2 separate regions of the Macaca mulatta genome follow, and region 2 is linked to region 1. Evidence: chromatin contacts called from public Hi-C data. All regions are on one chromosome and are shown on one strand. Each heading gives the region's core, a stretch centred on a gene start, on an enhancer-like site or on the middle of the called end of the contact. The rest is flanking DNA. Distances are from core to core; before and after follow the strand shown.

Evidence for each region. Hi-C and Micro-C count contacts between places; a contact is called where the count stands out from the background.
Region 2: a Hi-C map of fetal cortical plate shows a contact between it and region 1, with 3 times the contacts expected there. The contact joins the enhancer-like site here to the promoter of LARGE1 in region 1. A contact is called at or near these places in 4 of 14 Hi-C or Micro-C datasets (blood, fetal cortex germinal zone, fetal cortical plate and 1 more).

Annotation. Positions count from the first base shown.
Region 1 is chr10:17,611,479-17,617,385 of T2T-MMU8v2.0, reverse strand. LARGE1 (LARGE xylosyl- and glucuronyltransferase 1) reads right to left here and starts at 2,069. Exons shown (of 15, transcript NM_001260905.1): 1 at 1,712-2,069.
Region 2 is chr10:18,015,160-18,020,515 of T2T-MMU8v2.0, reverse strand. The region is part of intron 6 of LARGE1 (LARGE xylosyl- and glucuronyltransferase 1); the gene reads right to left. Among named protein-coding and RNA genes, the nearest start is that of LARGE1, 400 kb to the right of the region's middle. Within about 2 kb of position 2,260, at least 5 of the 40 cell types and tissues checked have an H3K27ac peak or open chromatin away from gene starts, as enhancers often do. A contact at or near this core is called in fetal cortical plate, where this site is marked.

The DNA.
Region 1 (5,907 bases), core at 820-3,319:
CCCACACTTGTCAGCAGCTACTGCTCACTCCACAGCAATCCCATCTTCCCTTTAAAACCCTCTCTGTCCTGCTAGGGAGATTTGATTCCTTTCCTCGCCACTCTCGAAAACCCACTAACCTCTAAATCTTGGTGACTTTTGCCTCTCTGTTCCAGTGAGTTTTCTTCCTGGCATGGAATTAACAGGGACAGGCTCGATAAATGTGTTCTCCACAAGCAATTTTCACTGAAGTAAAGTACTCTTGAACAATAAAGGTACACTAAGAGATGTGTGAAATCTTAAAGCCGGCGTTTTTATTTCTTTTATTTTGATCCCTAGTGAGGACCAAGTGTGCCGGTGAGTAATGTCACCCATTTGTGAGAGATGGGAAAATAAACCACCACCACTTGTTCCTTTCTTAATTTAGAAGCTTTCCTTATCTTAAGTCTATCGAAGCTGACTCCTGAGGTGGGAAGAGAGGAGAGGTGAGGAGAAAAATTAACCTGAGGTGGCCGCCTCCACGGAATGATAAGCAGTTCAGGTCTCCACACCTGTGTCAGAGAGAATAGGCATCTGCATATCAGGGAGGTGGACGCCCCCACCTGCCACCCCCTCCGTTCCTTCCCTTGAAGGAAGCAGGAGCCTGATCTCCCCCGACTCCCTCCTCTCTCTCTCTCTCTGGGCACTTACATAAGACCCTGTAAAACTTCCAGTGACATTCACGGAAAATGTAAGCTGCTATTTTGCTCCCTCAGGAGATCATTTTAATGGACTGAGTGACAAAATTCACGGATTCTGAATTCAGCAGAAACCTGCTCAACCGAGGTACATCAGCATAGGGACAAAAAAAAAAAAAAAATCCATCCCCATTAAACAGGGTCACCCAAGGGATGGATTCAGTGTACAAGAGACAATCTGTTCCCTCCGAAGTGACCCACTTAAAATCAGATTGTTCTGGGGGAAGCTCATAGGTTTAATAAATTTCAAACAGGCAAGGACAGGCTTGTACAACTGAGGTTCCTTAAGAGGAACATTTAAAAGAGGATAAGGCAATGAACTAAATAACTTGAGGATACACAAACTTTGGAGTCCTCACTCCAAAACTTCAAAAGTAGTGACATTTACAAGAATGTCTGGATAGCTGTACACTGATCACTCCTCACAAGCAGCTTTGCCTAATAGGAAGGACATGCTGGCTGGGTTCCCCCCTACAGATAGCAATGCCAACCAACCACTCTGTCCTAAAGAGGGACTCGCAAGCTGTAGCTGCTCGCCCCCAAATTGCCCCGGACTGTCTGCAAGAAGAAACAAGAAAAGTTATTCACAGCATCACACCAGGAAAGGTAGTTGTGTACCGCCCAAGACGGGCCTCTCCAAACACGGCAGGCTCCGCAAACTACAGGTGCTCACCGCTAACAAGTGAGGCCCCGGGTGCGAGTATCGGTCACATGCACTCCTGGTGTTAACCAGAAACAACTCCCGGCTCGCTCCCCTGCCAGCAGCCTGTGTGCCCAGAAGCGGAGCAGGCCCTGAGGGGGTCCTCGGGACGTCGGAGACTGAGGGCTTCCACCTCCAGCCTCTCCAGGGCTCCCGGCCAGGGCAGCAGAGGGTGTGCCCGGCCTCCCCGCCGGCATCCCGAGTACAGGGGGTACCAGCGACAGGTTCGGAGAACTTGTCCGGCGCTGCACACCACGGCGCCCCCGCGGCGACTCTCGCACTCCGGGGCTCTTACCTTAGCCGTGACTGCCGCCAGGCAGAGGGAGACGCGGAAGAACCGGGTGGCGCGGCGGCGCCGCCGCCTACGAGGCGCACGGGGTCCGGGTCAGGGTCCCGGCAGGCGCTGCCCTACTCGGAGCGGCGGTGCCAATCGCAGAGTTCGGGACTGCCCCCGGCTCCAAATGCCGCGGCGAGGGTCCGGGTCGCCCAAGCTGAGCACTGTCCCTTCTTCCTCTTCCTCCGGGGCCGCTGCCTGGAGCTGCTCCCGGCCCGGGGGACTCTTCCGAGCCAGGGGCGCCCCGCATGGGCAGGGGCCTGGGTCCGCCTCGGGTTGGGTCCAGGGAGCGGCCGCCGGGGCCGACTCCACCTCCCGCGCTCCCAGCCGATTCGTCCCTTCAGGGCAGGGCCTGCCCGCGAACGGCCCGGCGAGGCGAGCGCGGCCGCGCCCCCAGCTTCGGGCGCCCGGGCTCCAGAGCGGCGGCGGGGCAGGAACACACCGGCCGGGCCAGGCGCCGAGCGCGGCGGCGCGGGGGGGGGGCTGCAGCCGGCCGCGGCGCGCTCTCCCCCAGGGCCTGCGCCGCCCGCCAGGGGCTCCGCGGGAAGGAGGCGCCGGAGAGGGCCTCGCCCCGGCCTGGGGCGCGGGGCCGGGGGCGCGGGGCTAGGGGAGGCGCCGCGGGAAGGTCACGGGAGCGGAGGCGCGGCGAGCGGATCGCGGTGCGGTGGGTGCGGGGAGCCGAGGCAGGCGGCCCCCGCCGCCGGGAGCGCTCGCCGGCCTCGGCCGCCGCCGCCTCCGAGATGCGCCGGCTTCCCGGAGCGCCCGGCGCTCGGAGCTGGGCGGCCGCTGCAGCCGCCACGGGCAGCCGGGCGCCGCTGGCCGGAGCCGGCGCGCGATCCCCGCCTCCCGCGCCCGGTCAGGAGGGGGCTGCCGAGCTGGGGCCGACAGGGGCGGGCGCTGGGGTCCGGGCTTCGGGCTGGCCCCGCCGCCTCCGCGTGCCCAGAGCTCCGGACTCGCTCAGCAGCTGCAGTGACTGTGTGTCTGTGTCATGTCTGTGCAGCCGGGGGGGACCGCGAACCGGGGCTGGGTTCCGAGCGGGGGCGGGGCCGGCGCCCTCCTTGGCGCCCGCCTCCGACCCCGTGACCGAGCGGCCGACCAATGGCAAGCTCCGCAGCCGCGCGGACCGAAAGTTCGCCCCCGCAAGGCTCCGCCCCCCGGCGAGACTCCGCCCCAGTGCTTCTTCAGCTCGCTGGCAGGCAGGCGGAAGCAACACCCGGAGCCGGGATCCCGGGCCGGGTCGGGATGAAAGGGTGCAAGCTGAGAGCTCCCCGCCCTTCTTCCCCCCCACCCCGGCCGCTCCCGGCCGCCTCGGGTTTGGCGTGCCTCGCGGAAAGAGGGGGAAGGGAAGCGGGACGGACTCGCAGCTGCCGTGTTAGAGACGCTCGCAGGCTTGCAGGACCATGCAGCGTGCTCCCCAAATTGCACAAAACAGCCGTCGTGAGAAGTGGGAAGTTTCCCCGCCTCGGGTCGCCGCTTCTCTCAGAGGTGGGCATGGTGTGGGGCAGCTGGAGTCTGTGAGGAGCCCCGCTGAAGGGCTCTGACGGCATCTTTCTGGGCTCAGTTTCCAAGAATCCTGTCCAAGGCTTCCTGTTCCTCTGAGGAAACTACATTCTGTTTCCCCCACCCCAAACACACACCCCGTGCACGCACAACACGCCCCTCCCCTGCTGGTTTTATTCTCGCTCTTTCCCTCTTGGCATAAGAACCCGGCGCGCAACATCCCTCGAATGGACTTCCAGCCTCCCAGTTCTAGGAACGAGGGTGGGGTGCTGAGAGTCCTCCCAAGCCACAGGAGGAGTGGGCGAAATGGGTCGGGGTACAAGGGCGGGGGTGTGAGAATGGATGGAAGGAGGATGCCCTCGAGAGAAGACCCAGAGGAGGCGAAAGCAGAGAGGCAGGGAGAGAAAGAGGACGCCGAGGGCTGCACAACTCCGACTCGGAGACTGGAGCTCCGGGCGCGCGATCCAGCTCCCGGGTTTTTCCCCAGCTCGGTCCCAGGGCTTCTGGGGTCCCCTTCCCCCCGGGTTTCCACCTCTCCCCAGCCGCGCGGGCCGCCGGGTCTCTGCCTCCCCTCTGCGCGCCTCTCCGCGCTCCAGGACTCTGGCGAGGCAGCGGGAAGCCCACCCTAGTTCTTGGAAGGGGCAGGGGAAGGATGGGCTGGTGAGGGGGCGCGCGGGAAAAGGCCGCCGAGCTCGGGCTGCCGAGCTGACCCCACTCCTCGAGGTCGGGCTGGGGGTGGGCAGGGGCTTCCGAGGCTCGGCCCCTGCTCCGCTCCGGACCTGGCTCCCGCCTAGGTAACCACACTCTCGGCCTTTGGCTTGACCGAGCTGGGACCCTTCTCCCATCCCCCTTCCCTCCAGCCTATTGAAACAACGACCCCCACCAGCAGCAGCAGCGCCCGCTCTGCCCCGGCTCCGGGGCGCTGTTTACCTAATCTCAGCGGCTGACGGAGCCCAGCAGAATGCGAAAGGGAGGCAGCGGTGGCACAGCAGAGTCCCCGGCGAAGAAGTAAAAGACGTTTGCTTTGGAGCTTCGGGATAAGTTAACTGCGAGGCTGGGGTCCTGCTGTCTTATCTCTGCGGGGATAAGTCTCACCGTGCACGTTGCAGGCATAGCCGATCTGTTTTGATGCCATTACCGTATCGGAGAAGAACATTATATGAAAAACTATTACCTAATATTCTAGAGACCATTGAAGTGTCAAAGTTTAATGCCAAGTGTTTTAGCTCGAAGGCTGCTCAGTTCTTCCTCTGACGTGCAGCTCTGTTCTAGAACGCGCTGAAAACAAGGGGATCATTTTTATTTTTTTGCCGCCCGAATGTCCTTCCTTCCTACTCTCTTCCTCCTCTCTCACCCCCACCCCCGCCCCGGAACCGGGTAAAGTTAAAGCCAGAATTTGTACTTTCTTTTTACGTTTTGCTTTGCTTCACTTCATTAGTGGTGTAAAATGCATTGTTACAGCATATTAGCATATTAATAAAGATAACGTGACTCAGGAAAGGAAAAGAGACCTGAAATTTACAAGCGAAGGAGAAATAATTGAATAACATCAGCAACTAAAAGATAAGCTTGCGGGAAAGAAATATCTCCATTATAATTACTCAAGTGTACATTCTCTAGATAGAATCTAAGAAAGAAAAATGTGACCATCGTGGGGGAGATAGCAATGTTCACGCTGGTCAGTAACGCATGTTGAAGACATAATGCCTTATTAGTGGATTTCACAAAATGTACTTGCATTGGTCAATAAGCACCTTAAATGTGGAAAAGCTTTGTTTTATCAAATAAAGGTTGCAAGTTCCTGCAGTCACTGGCATAGCTAATGCTCTAAATGATATTAATGTTGTCAGACTGAAATATGCCACATACTGAGCCCTCTGGTTAGTACATCAAGCCCCCACGTTTAAAGTATTACGTTGGAAAATTGTAAAGCACCTCAACTCCCCAGTCCAAGCAACTAAATATGTATATGAATATACATGGAAACCCTGAAGTAGGATGTAGTTACTAGGAATTATAGCCCTTTGACACAAACCAAGATATAAATGTCTTAAAAGGATTTCCTCTACGATATAGTATGAGAATGCAGAATAAAATATGTAAGGTGATATATCTGTTATTTCTAAAGAATGAGCACAGCTTTTGCTGAGAACCGAAAAATGAAAAAAATAAATTGAGCTATCTAAACCAACTGTTATCTATTTATCTCCACACAGTTATTGTACCTGTCACTGAAGAGATTCGGAAAGGTCTGATTTTTTTTATTAGGGTCAAGGAGACCTTAATCCTAAGAAACCTGAGGTCTTAAAACAGCCACTAGGGGGCCCTAAAGGCATCTCAAAGAGGAAGCCAGAAAACACTCCGTTTTTCTGTGTACCTGATACAAGGAACCGGGGAATCTAAAGACAGGTTAAGAACACAGTGCACTGTAGTCCCAGCACTTTGGGAGGCTGAGGCGGGCGGATCACATGAGGTCAGAAGTTCGAGACCAGCCTGGCCAACATGGCGAAACCCTGACTCTACGAAAAATAGTAAAATTATCCAGGTGTGGTGGTGGGTACCCGTAATCCCAGCTACTCAGGAGGCTGAGGCAGGAGAATCGCTTGAACCCGGGAGACAGAGGTTGCAGTGAGCCGAGATCACACCATTCCACTCAG
Region 2 (5,356 bases), core at 1,011-3,510, 400 kb before region 1:
GGGGTGGAAGTCTCCCCTACTTTCTCTTATTATTATTATTTTTGAGACAGAGTCTCGCTCTGTTGTGAGCCTGGAGGGCAGAGGCGCCATCTCCACTCACTGCAACCTCCGCCTTCCGGGTTCAAGCGATTCTCCTGCCTCAGCCTCCCGAGTAGCTGGGACTACAGGCACGCACCACCACGCCTGGCTAATTTCTTTATTTTTAGTGGAGACGGGGTCTCACCATGTTGGCCAGGATGGCCTCAATCTCTTGATCTCACGATGCGTCCCCCTCGGCCTCCCAAAGTGCTGTGATTACCGGTGTGAGCCACGGCGCCCAGCCCACTTCCTCCTATTTAAGCACCTCTGTTCCCTGTTTACTAGAGAGTAGTAAGTACCCAAGGGGACACATCATTTTCTTTTTATACGTTGACTATAGCCTTAAAAGGCAAACACACACTCTTATATTGCTACCAACTCTTTGTTATCTACATTAAAAAAGGGACCAGAGTGTGAATAATTCTGAAGAGCTGATGAAAATCCTCAGCTCTGGGAAGCAGCATGTGGCCTATTTTTTTTTTGCCTACAAATTCCCCTTAACTGTGAACATGTATTAACTGATAATTCCAGGACCGTACACCTGAGCCACTGGAAAGCTAACTCTGGATGACTAAGAAAAGCTACCAGAGGATGAAAAACTGGGAAGTGGTTACAAGCTTATATCCTTCAACCCCTCCACACCGCTCTCTGTCCCATCATCACCCAACAAGTACTAAAGACGCACTCTAGCCTCTAGGAAAGTTGCCCAATAAAGAGGGCTGAACTCGGTGGAGTAGAGCTACAAAAACATACATATAATGCATAAAGAATTTTTTTTTTGAGACAGTCTTACTCTGTCGCTCAGGCTGGAGTGCAGTGGTGCGATCTTGGTTCACTGGGTTCAAGCGATTCTCCTGCCTCAGCCTCCCGAGTAGCTGGGAATATAGGCACCCGCCACCACGCCCGGCTAATTTTTGTATTTCTAGTAGAGACGGGGTTTCACCATATGGGCCAGGATGGTCTCGAACTCCTGACCTTGTGATCCGTCTGCCTCAGCCTCCCAAAGTGCTGGGATTACAGGCGTGAGCCACTGTGCCCGGCCGCACAGAGAATTTTGTATACAACTTCCGAGAGAATCTAAGAAGCTCTGGAATCTACCCACAGACCCCGAGTAAGAAGCTCTTAGGAAGGGGAACACATGGCAAGAAGCTGGCTCAGTCCTGCCCTATGTCTGCATCCCACAGATACAGCACACCTTAAAGAAGAAGGGGGAGATCTGGGTCAACAAGAGCAGCTTCATCTGGAAAAATCAGGCTACAGAGTTGAACTGCAGTGAGCAGGACTGGTCTGAAGATTACAAGGAGAACTGGGTGAGGCCCCAAATTCACTTTCCTTGCTGTCATTAGATCACTCCAACCCCTACTGACTTTTCTGGGACCTGAGGCTCCCTCTCTTCTCAAGGCAATGGGAACCAGGATTCGGCTTGGTCGGGGATTAGAGTGGGGCAGAGAAAGGGGTATGGTACTGACTGTGGGGGTTTAAGTGTTGATTCTGATCACATCCTGATGTATGTCGAAAAAGACGGTCATGTGTACATATATCCAGGGACCCGCACATCCAGGGACCAACATCCTAGATGTTCCTGCTCCCGGATGTGTGCACATATCACTGTACACTAGCTGACCGGATGGAAGTCAGCCAGTTGGAACTTACCTAAAACAAGACAGCTAGTTGGAATCTGTTTTAGGCAAAGGAAAAGAAAAGAAACACGTTCACAGGCAGTTTGATTCCACAGAGCACTCTGGCTTTTTGCAGATTAAAAAAAAAAAAGAAAATCTCATGGATATACTCAAGCTGAAGAATGAAGATCCAAGACAAGACAGAGGAATCCTGACTCACTGCAATGATATCTGGCAATTCTGCAGGTCCCTGAGCTGCCCGTGTGTGTGTGTGTGTGTGTGTGTGTGTTTGTGAGGAGTGGGGCGCGGGGGTCACATATGCCCCAGAGAGGAGCTTGCCTCAAAGGAGACTCAGTGGGGGCTCCTCGGGGGTGGGGGTCGGGTGGTGAGGAGGAACAGCCAAAGCATAATTTCTGCCCCAGTTTAAAAGCTCCACTTTGCCACGGGGATTTCTAAGTTATACTTAGAAAAACCTCAACTCTTTACTCATTTGCACCAGAAGGGGGCACTGTTACCTTTAAAAACACATCTCAGGCCACAGGTCCCCATAAAATAAAGTACCAGCCCCTGCACTGGCTCCCAAAGACACCCAGGTTCTGTCTGAGGCTCCAGACGCTCCCCACCCGCACTGGGAGCTTCTTCCCAAATTAAAAACACAAAAACACGTAAATGATGATTCTCTCCCAGCTTTCTTTGAAATCACTATTTTTACATCCTTAACTGCTCTACTCAAGCAAGTCTGTCATTTAACCAAAAGAGGAAACATAGTATTTTAGAAGTGAAAAACAAGGCAAAAAAAAAAAAAGAGAAAAAAAACAATTCATTCTTGGAGAGGCCTGATCTACATGACCGCATCACCAGCCCACATTCTGTTTATGACGCTGGGTAAAAAGAGAACATTTCCAAGTCGTGTTCTTAAGCACAAGGGAATTTGTCTCTTCTTGATACTTAGTTGAAGTAGCATTTTCTTTTCCTTAGGATTAAAAAGTTTGTACTCCCTGGCTTCCTCTTGCTGAGAAGCTAAGAGACTGTTTGTCTGTTTCAGTGGTTTTTCTTTTTTTCTTTTGAGACAGGGTCTCTCTGTCACCCAGGCTGGAGTGCAGTGGTGTGATCAGAGCTCACTGCAGCCTCGATCTCCTGAGCTCAAGCAATCCTCCCTCCTCAGCCTGCCAAGCAGCTGGGGCTACAGGCCTGTGCTGCCACACCTGGAGAATTTTCTACTTTTTGTATCGCTCAGCCTCCTGAGAAATTGGGACTACAGACGTGTGCCACCATGCCTGGCTAATTTTTTATTTTCTGTATTGATGGCCGGGGGGGGCGGGGGTCTCACTACGTTGCCCAGGCTCATTTTGAAACCCTGGGCTAAAGCAATCCTCACACCTCAGCCTACCAAAGTGCTAGGATTACAGGCAGGAGCCACTGTGTCTGGCCTCAGTGCTTCTTAAACCATCCTGTACCTGAGATGCGTTGGGGTGGCTGTTCCCCGAATCCCACAATCCTTCAGGGAGACAGCACGTTTCTGCTCTCTGACAAGCACGGGAGGGGACTCTGAACTCTCTGCAGAACACAGCAGTGCTGAGATGGGCCATCTCTAACCTACTTCCCCACCAACACCTGCCCCCACTGCCCACCTGGGCGTTCAGCTGAGCCACATCAGCTCGCAGCTGCTTTCTGTTCACATCTGAATCCTAATCCCAGTCTGCTCTGCCTGACTCCCGGAAGCTTTCTGCGTCTTTCTGTCCTGGTTTTAGTAATGCTCTATGAGACATGATCTGACAGAAATTCATGGGATTCCTGTGCAAAACACGAGCTGCTGTTTTGGAACTTCTGTGTGGGCCTCTCTTCCTTCACTGTAAAAAGAAAGTGTGGAGTGGCTCTGTGAACTGATTCCCACCAGCTCACTTCCTTAAGGCATAACAAGCTTCTAGCTGTATTCTCATTGCACTGATCAACGCCTGAAATCAATGTATCTATTAATAATAAAAATAAATAGTAATTGTATTGTGTTGTTTACATGTGTCTGTCTTTGCTGGCAGGTGAGTTCTTTGAGGCCAGGGCACCGATTTTCAGTCCCCAGCGCTTGCCGAAGAGGAGCCTGGATGAGTGTTTTTTGGCACTGTTGCCTGGTTGCAAAATGAGATGTCCCACAGGCTGGGAACTATGGGTTATTTCAGGAATGACTATAGGACAGTAAAAAGAGAACACAGTGAAGAAATACGTGGTTCTTAAAAACCTTCTCCAAGAAGTAGCACACTGTTTCAGTCAGCATTGCTGTGTAACAACTAATCCTCACATATAGTGGCTTAAAATGCAAGTAGGCAAGCTGGCCTGACTCAGCTGGGCTGTTCTGGTTTGGGCTAGGGTGCTCATGCCTCTGCAGTCGTAAATACAGCTGTTGGATCGGCTGGACTGGCTACTATAGGGCGGCGTTGCCTGCTAGCACAGGGTAGCTTGGATGATGGGGCCTCTCTCCACACGGGCCCTCATCCTCCAACAGGCTAGCCTGGATTTGTTCACAAGAGGGCAGACGGGCTCCCAGAGTGGCAGGGGGAGCCCCAGTGCTCAAGTACTTTCCAGGTCTCTGCTTGTGTCATGCTTACATCATTACATTGGCCAAAACAAATGTCAGGATTGGCTCAGATTCAGGAAGTGGAGACAGATGCCTCCTCTTAGGAGCTACACTGTCTTGGTGAAAGGAACCAATGTAGGCAGGGGACAAACTTGTGGCCATTTTCTGCAAACACATATACATACACTTTTTTTCTACTCACAGTCTTTCTAATGCTATAAAGTCTTTCACACTGCTATAAAGGAATACCTGAGAATGGGTAATGTATAAAGAAAAGAGGTTTATTTTGGCTCATAGCTTTGCAGGCTGTATATGAAGCATAGTGCCTGCATCTATTTCTGGTGAGGGTCTCGGGCAGCTTCCAATCACGGCAGAAGGCAAAGGGAGAACAGGCAAGTCACATGGCAAGAACAGGAGCAGGAGAGAGAAAGGGCGGGTGCTAGCTTCTTTTTTTTTTTCTTTTTTGAGACGGAGTCTCGCTTTGTCACCCAGGCTGGAGTGCAGTGGTGCGATGTCGGCTCACTGCAAGCTCCGCCCCCCTGGGTTCACTCCATTCTCCTGCCTCAGCCTCCCGAGTAGCTGGGACTACAGGCGCCCGCCACCGCGCCCGGCTAGATTTTTTGTATTTTTTAGTAGAGACGGGGTTTCACCGTGTTCGCCAGGATGGTCTCGATCTCCTGACCTCGTGATCCACCCGTCTCGGCCTCCCAAAGTGCTGGGATTACAGGCTTGAGCTACCGCACCCGGTCTGGGTGCTAGCTTCTTTAAACAACTAGCTCTCACGTGAACTCGGAGCAAGAAGTCACTCATTACCACGGGGATGGCACCGAGACGTTCATGAGGGATCCGCCCCCAAAACCCAGACACCTCCCATCAGGCCCTACCTGAAACCCTGAGGATCACAGTTCAACATGAGATTTGGAGGTGACAAACATCCAAACTATATCAAGGCCTTAGCTGCTGAGCTACTTCCCAGCTGAAACTGCATTACTGAGGAAGAGCAAGACAAACGCTGGTGAAGTTAGCCACCTCTGTCACAGGCATTTTGTAGATGTGGCTGAAACGCAGTTCACACGGGGTGTGCTCATTT